2 separate regions of the Mus musculus genome follow, and region 2 is linked to region 1. The links are chromatin contacts, called in public Hi-C maps. All regions are on one chromosome and are shown on one strand. The core of a region is the stretch at or near the end of the contact, and the rest is flanking DNA. Distances in the headings are between cores, read along the strand shown.

The links. Hi-C and Micro-C count contacts between places; a contact is called where the count stands out from the background.
Region 2: a contact with region 1 is called in a Hi-C map of neural progenitor cells, with 5 times the contacts expected there. The contact joins the promoter of Svep1 here to the enhancer-like site in region 1. A contact is called at or near these places in 13 of 39 promoter capture datasets (the 3T3-L1 cell line, 3T3-L1-derived adipocytes, the HPC-7 cell line and 9 more), 46 of 484 Hi-C or Micro-C datasets (B cells, DN2 thymocytes, the HL-1 cell line and 30 more), 14 of 115 datasets of contacts at active chromatin or transcription factors (T-cell acute lymphoblastic leukemia, astrocytes, bone marrow-derived dendritic cells and 8 more) and 1 of 9 other capture datasets (embryonic stem cells).

What each region holds. Positions count from the first base shown.
Region 1 is chr4:58,076,506-58,080,455 of GRCm38.p6, reverse strand. All of the region lies in intron 36 of Svep1 (sushi, von Willebrand factor type A, EGF and pentraxin domain containing 1), which reads left to right. Among named protein-coding and RNA genes, the nearest start is that of Gm35402, 44 kb to the right of the region's middle. Within about 2 kb of position 2,310, at least 13 of the 459 cell types and tissues checked have an H3K27ac peak or open chromatin away from gene starts, as enhancers often do. A contact at or near this core is called in cortical neurons, neural progenitor cells, neural stem cells and 2 more, where this site is marked.
Region 2 is chr4:58,204,472-58,208,421 of GRCm38.p6, reverse strand. Svep1 (sushi, von Willebrand factor type A, EGF and pentraxin domain containing 1) reads left to right here and starts at 1,826. Exons shown (of 48, transcript NM_022814.2): 1 at 1,826-2,579. The coding sequence starts at 2,046.

The DNA of each region.
Region 1 (3,950 bases), core at 1,061-3,560:
TGATGGTGATCTCTTCACTGGATACACATGCATATGCACGTATGTGCACATGAGTGCACACACACACACACACACACACACACACAGGCACCACAGAGGTGGTGACATGTCCTGGAACCTCAAACACTGACATGAGAACTTTCTGAAATCCTGAATTAAAACAACAGCAATAACTTTAGTGTAATGTGATTATCATAAGAAGTGATGGGCCCCTGCTGGCTATCCACAGTACAGGAGGGAATTGTCTATGGTGGTTGAACATGTGAATAGTCATTTCAGCACAAATCCCAAATCTCTAAATTACTCATTTCTCTACAGTACTACACTAATGTGCTCCCACTTTATTTTCTTATAAAAGCAGAGTTACACCGAGTATTCCTGTCTGTTTCCTGGAACATATAAAATAGGATATCCCTGGCCTAGACATTGCAAGCTGTAGCTTGGGTCGTAGAATATTCGTATTTTTAGCTTTGCAAGATAGTAATAAGTTACCAAAATGAAAAGTGACCTTGCTGGCCCAGATAAGAGGTGTAACTTACATGTGACTGCCAGCAGGTGGCGACAACACCTTCAGTCAAGAAGAGGTGAAGCGTCCAATCATAAACAGTTACCTGGAATTCCAAATCTAATTGTTTAAAACGCACAAATGAAGCGAGCGTGGGAAGATTGTAAGAGCCAGCAAGCAGATTAGGGAGCTGGTTGTGATAGTAAGTCTCCTAGAGATGACAGGAAACTGCACCCATAATACTTCAACAATGTGGCCGAACAAAAACAATACCATTACTCGCGCTAAAGCAGAAAGCTAGAATTCTCACAGGGTCCACCCCCAGACAAAGAACTGCAAGCAGCTAAAGAATTCTGAATGAGGGAGAATTAGTCTTACCAAGGGGTGAGCCCCCTCATTGGTCATCCAACACCAAGTGATCCTCCCTGAAATCTTACATGCAATCAACACATAATGGGCTCAGCAGGTTGTGTTTGCATATTTGTGCATAAACATGTAACAGGGGGCCACCAATCTGAGAGAAAACAAGGCAGGGAGACGTTGGAATGACCAGAAGGAGGAAAGAGAGGGGGAGTAAACGATGTAACTGTTTTAATTTTTTTTTTTAATGATACTTTTAAAACTGACACATGAACTTCTAGAACTTATACTCATTAATGGGATATCACCTAATATGTCCATACATGTGTACACAGTGCCATTTTTCCACTAGGTTAAATGTGCCTACCTACTCATATATTTGCAGTTTCTTCCAAAATTATTTCCTGTAGCTTATTGACATGTGCACAGCTGTTACCTGCAGTCTCAACTTCTACTCCTGTGTCCCTTTAACCTAGTGCCCTCTAATCAGCCTTCCCTCTGCTCTTTCTGGTGTCTGATCCCTAGCATCCCACTCTAAGCTCCAACCATAGCTGCTTATTAAAACCAGCAGGCTAACAGTTTTCTTCCAGTATCTCATTTATCAGAGCTCTACTCTTGCAAGTGCCTTGTCTGTGCTGAACCTTTCACGGTGGAAACATGCCTGTTGTCCTGGCTAGTTCTACGTCAACCTGACACACGTTTGAATCAGCAGAGAGGAGGGAGCCTCAATTGAGAAAATACCTTCACAAGATCAGGCTATAGACAGCCTATAAGGTGTTTTCTTATTTGGTGATTGATTAAGGAGGTCCCAGTTCATTGTGGGTGGTGCCACCCCTGGGCTGGTGGTCCTGGGTTCTATAAGAAAGCAGACTGGACAAGCCCTGAGGAGCAAGCCAGTAAGCAGCACTCCTCCATCACCTCTGCATCAGCTCCTGGTCACAGGTCCCTGCCCTGCTTAAGTTCCTTTCCTGACTTCCTCTGGATGATGAACAGTGATACAGAAATGTAATCCCAATAAACCCTTTCCTCCACAACTTGGTTTTGGTCGTGGTGTTTCATCACAGTGATAGTAACCCTAAGACACCTAAGTATGTATTGCCATTTCAGAGTCTCTCCTTACAGAAAAAAAAGGCTTCCTGTGTCCACAACAAACCCTCATGATCTGGCTCTCTGGACTCTTTTCTACCAGCTACCCCAGGGCCCTCCCCTTTGCATTAATTTATTGGTTTGAAAGGTTTTGCATACAACTCGAGTAGTATGGATTCTAACGTGAAGCCTGTATCAGGTACAGATCTGTAGTTAGCAGCTGCCTCATTTTTCTACCCAGCATCTCTGCAAACACAGCGATGGACGAGATTTTACAAGTTTGCCATGTTAACAAACCTCCTTCCAGGATGTGGATTCCTGCCAGACACTCTGTTACTAATTCAGTCTGAGGCTGTGTTCCTTTTCCTCTCTGGTTCCTTCCTTTGTCTCGTCCAAAGGCAACCCGGGCACTCACTGGCAAGCTTGCTTTGCTGGCTTCAATTTCTGTCTCATGTTGAAGACATGGAGATTTCCTTTCTGGTTAGCCCAGCTATGCACTTAAATTGATTTCTGTTATACTTTATCAAGTATTATAGAGAAGATTTGCAGATTATGTGGTAGCCAGAACCAGGAATCTGTTCATGTCCTCTTTCTCTCTTTGCCATTTCTATTTTCCTCCTGGAGTCTTGCGGAGCACAGCCCTAGCATCTTGTTATATTAAGAATAGAATCATTGTATCCAAGCCATGACTTGTAGGTAATGTGGATTGCCTTGCTGTCTCCTTTTCCATCCAGAACTCCTCCCTGGGGCTTGTGTAGCACACCCCTGGCAACTTGTTCTGTTAAGAATAGCAACATTGTATCTAAGTCATGACTTCTAGGTAGTGCGGCCTGCCTTGCTGTCTCCTTCTCCATCAGCAGCTGCTCTCAGACTCATGAAAGTAGAGTTTTTCTCCTTTCGAATCTCAAGTCTACCGTCCCTCTGCCCTCCATACTGTATAAGCCACTCACACCTGAACATACATGAACATGCAAGCAGTCTTACTGTTGTCTCACTATTGCTATTTTAATATGATATAATATTTTATTAGTTCTTTGAGAATTTCACACATGCATATGGTGTAATTTGACCATGTTCATTCTTCCCCACAAGTCCTCTCAGGTCCATCCCTACTCCCTAAGCCCTCCTCCCAACTTCATGGCCTCTACTTTGATTTGATTTTCACCACCCACTGAGTCCAATTTTCGCTGCCCATGCATTCATGAGTATGGAACTGTTCCCTAGAGCATGGATCACCTACAGGGGACCACACCCTTAAGGAAAACTGTCTCTCCTTCACCTAACTCTGTCAACTGTCAATAGGGATGGATGCTGGACTGTGGTTGCTGGGTTGTTTGATTGATTTAAAGTTGTATACTGCCAGTGAGCTTTGATGAAGCCTCTCCCTGAATCATGGGAGCAAGATACATTCTCAAGTTTACAGCAAGGAAGCAAGAACTTCAGGAGACCAGTGTAGAATGACCAGCGCCAGGACAGGAAAGAAACAAGCAGCTCCATCCAACTCACCAACGCAAATTTACCTTTCACCCACACATTTAGCTTTTGAAATTTTTATCAACACCCTGAATGCTAGAAGCAGGTGCTTCAGGCCAGATAGACTGGTGGCAGTCTCTCTCTCTCTCTCTCTCTCTCTCTCTCTCATCCTTAGGTTGACATTTGTTGGTATAAAACTCAGAGGTGTGGAAGGGTTAATGACATCATAAAAACCTCACCGAGTTTTCCTCTTTTGATTCTTCTCACGTAGAAGCTTCTAAAGGGAATTACTGGATCTATTAAGACAAGAGCTTTGATCTTCAATAGTTGTTATGAATTGAAATAAGATTAATCACTGCTGCTTTCTATTATTCTCATTAACCCGCAGCTGTTTAATGAGCGGCTTTTGCCCTTTTAGAAGGGGACAGGATGCTGTTCTCAGGAGCTCACTCATAAAGCTCCCAGGGCCCATGCTGGTTGGTAAGCTTCCTCTAGGTGTGGGAATCCAACTACTGAAACCTCGAAT
Region 2 (3,950 bases), core at 577-3,076, 130 kb before region 1:
GTCAAATGAGATCTTAGCCCTTCTCAGAAGATCCAGGTCTCTCTTCTCCCTGTTCCTTGTCCCTCTTCCACATAGACAACTGTGGAGCAGTGTTCAAATCTACATTTTCTTCTGGAGTAACCTGACTGGGAGGACGGGAATGGGGTCCCATCTCACTTTTCAGTTTTTAGTATTTTGCATTCAACTAAGTACATTCTTGATGATCAGTGCTGGAAATGGGACTTGGAAAGCATTATGAATAAAGGAAGTGATGTGACTGGCCAGCGTTTATTGAGCACATGCTGTGTTCTGAACACATCCCTAAGAGTTTTACTATTTAATGATTTAATCCTTGATATGTTATTATTCCTCCATTTTCCAAATGAGCAAACTGACACAGCCAATAAATAGCACAGCCAGGGTTTCATTTCAGGGAAATTGATCCAAGAGCCCTGCCACTTGGGCCTGCACGCTCTGACACCTCTCATGTTGAAGGTAGTTGATTAAATAGAGTTGGAGTTAAACCACTCACTGCTGGAGAGCAGCGGAACTCTGGGGTCATTTGATTCCAAGGCAAAATAAAAGTAGACACTGGACCAAAGCCCAGAGGTGATGGGGGTTTACATAACTACGCAGAGTTCCTGATTCCTAGCTGGAATCTTTTAGGCAAGGGCTCTGCCTTTCATGTAATAAGTATGTGCTTCAGCGTGCACAGCTTTGAGGTCTTAATTGGAAAAATCACTCCAAGTAGCAGCTGGTATTCCAAAGGGTATATATGCCAGGACGATCTAATCTGTTGCATCAAATAAAAAGAGGAGGGTGTTAATATCACAGGGTGTCTACTTATAGTTCAAAATTTAGCATAAACTTCTGTCCTCATAGAAGGCTTGCCTGGCCTTGGCTAAAGTCAAGTTTGCCTTTGAAAGCAAGACAAACTTCTGTTTAAGCAAGGTCAGTTGTAATTTTGTGTGTGTGTATACATATATATATGTATATATACATACACACATATATACATATATATATATACATATGTGATACACATAAACATGTGTAATCATACATATTCGTTTCACGTATGAATATCAAGTTGATGGTGACATCACTTTTACCTGCTACAGGTTCCTAGAGGACAGGTCCATGTCAGTTTTCCCCTGCTCGTGTTACCTATAGAGCATCGCAAGCTGCTACGTGGAGGAAAGAATGAACAATACAGGAATGATTAACCGCGGGAAAGGTGAACGATAACTCTGCGTATGTGATGCGCACGGGTGGGCCCCACCCACTTCAACAGCCTGAGATCTGAACAGGTTCTCAGGATTCTGCACCACTCACCAGACAGACCCTTCAGGAAAGTTATGCAAATATCCACTTTGGGAGGCTTAGACACGCATCCCCACCCCACCCCACCCCCCAAGAGTGGAATGAACCCCAAAAGGTGAGCAAGCAGTTTTCAAAGCATGCTTTCAACTCTGCCAGCCCCGCGTGTGTGTTTTCTTCTCCAGTGTTTCCAATTACTGTGGCACTCTCGGTATCCACATCCATCTCCAGCGCATTCCTCCGCAGCTCCTTGCCAGACATATGGGATCAATCAGTGAGCTTGTGAGGGAATGTTGACAGCATGACAGGCGAGGGGTTCTGGTGTCATGGAATCTCCAAGAGTCTTTAGCTGGATCCCAGGCAAGAGAGAGGGGGGAGGAGAGAGATAGAGGAGAGATAGGGAGAGGAGTGGGAAAAGGAAGGAGAGGACAGACAGAGAAGGAGGGAAGCGACTCTGACTTCACTGCCCCCTTCCTTCAAACATTTTATAGGCTTCGGGAGAGAGAAGGAGGAGGAGAGAAACCAAATAGCCGAGAGTCAGAGGAGCACATCCCTCCAGTCCCTCCCGAGTCCCCGAGCTGCCAGAGGAGTCTGGATCGTGTCCCCAGTGTCACATGCAAGGACGCTGAGGTTCGCGGTTGCTACCCCGGGTCCCCTCCGCTTAGTCCGGGAACCTTGGCGCCTCTCTGCGCGCTCGGGGACTGTCGCCTTGCACTCCCCGGGGCCACCGCTCGGTCCCCAGCGGGATGTGGTCGCGCCTGGCCTTTTGTTGCTGGGCTCTGGCACTGGTGTCAGGCTGGACCAACTTCCAGCCCGTGGCCCCTTCGCTCAACTTCAGCTTCCGCCTGTTCCCCGAGGCCTCTCCGGGGGCTCTGGGCAGACTGGCGGTACCTCCCGCGTCCAGTGAGGAGGAGGCAGCAGGGAGCAAAGTGGAGCGCCTGGGCCGCGCGTTCCGGAGCCGCGTGCGGCGACTGCGGGAGCTCAGCGGCAGCCTGGAGCTCGTCTTCCTGGTGGACGAGTCGTCCAGCGTGGGCCAAACCAACTTCCTCAACGAGCTCAAGTTCGTGCGCAAGCTGCTGTCCGACTTCCCCGTGGTGTCCACGGCCACGCGTGTGGCCATCGTCACCTTCTCATCCAAGAACAACGTGGTGGCGCGCGTGGATTACATCTCCACCAGCCGCGCGCACCAACACAAGTGCGCGCTACTCAGCCGCGAGATCCCGGCCATCACCTACCGCGGTGGTGGCACCTATACCAAGGGCGCCTTCCAGCAAGCCGCGGTAAGACCCCCACACACCCAGGCCAGCGGCCTGGGGCCCCTCCTGCCCACCGCTGCCAACCCCTTCTCTAGCCTGGTTCAGCTCCTGCAAGGCTTAAGGTGTCCAAGGGGAGCCAGCGTCCCAAGAAGCACAAATATGACCATTCTCCTGCTGCCCTAGTGAAGGTCCAGACTGAAATGGGTTTTTAAATGCTTAAGGAGGTGTCACATTTCTTAAAGGGTTCCTTGAGGGACCCTAGTAGGAAGGGACCTTTAAGCTCACTTAAGTTTGTGAGGAAACTGTTTATACAAGCTGAAACAGGTATGGTTAACAAATATTTGTGAAGATGGGACATGTAATGAGCTGAGGACAGTCCTAATTCTTTTTCATGACATAGACTTCGTAACTTTGCTTCCAGACTTTAATTGTTTACTAGTTTGTGATAGGCTCTCTCGTGTTTCCAAGACTGGTCTCCGACTTACAACACAGCAGAGCGTGTCCCTGAGTTATGATCCTCCTGCCTCCACCTCCCAAGCGCGGGGATGACAGCCATTGGCCACCATGACTTTATGTTCCAGGTCTTCCTAAACAAATGCTTAGCATATGACAGAAGTAATGTAATTTATATTACTTTTATAAAAATGAGTCTTTTTCCTAACTACAAAGTAATACAAAGTAGGTCATAATTTGGAATACTGAGAAATATTTAAGGCAACCCATCAAGTCAATGTTTGTAGAATAAATGAAACAAAAGAGAATGGGGAATCCGAATAATCTCTTTATCCTTAAAATTCCAGCGGATATACAGTTGAATGTTGTCCAGTATGTTACTCATATGTTATTTCAACAAACTTGCTAACCTACGGTTTTGCAGCCTGCATTCTTCAGCTGTTGAATATGATCAAATGTACATTAATTCATGGTATCCTGTGGCATGACAGTATTGGCTCCCCTTGGAACTGCAGTTACAGGCAGTTGTGAGCTGTCATGCGGAAGTCGGGGTGGGGGTGGGCTGGCAGTGGACTTCAGGCAAGCCATACCTGAGAAAGTCAGTGCTCTTAACCACTGAGCCCTATCTCCAGCCTCATGACAACTGAGTGCTGAGAACTGCTGTGTGGGGAGCACACATTCGTGCCTTTTAAATAAGGAGTTTAGGAAGCCCTCTTTGACTGCTTCTTTAGGAGGGCTTTCTAAATTCCTTATTTAGTAAAATACATGAACATTTGAAAGGTCTTGGTCCACATTGCCACCTCCTCCATTGGAGAGTTGTATAAATTTACATTCTCCTGTTATGTGCATCTGAATACATGATATTTTTTATTGGATATTTTCTTTATTTACATTTCGAATGTTTTCCCCTTTCCAGGTCTCCCCTTCAGACCCCTCTCCCAT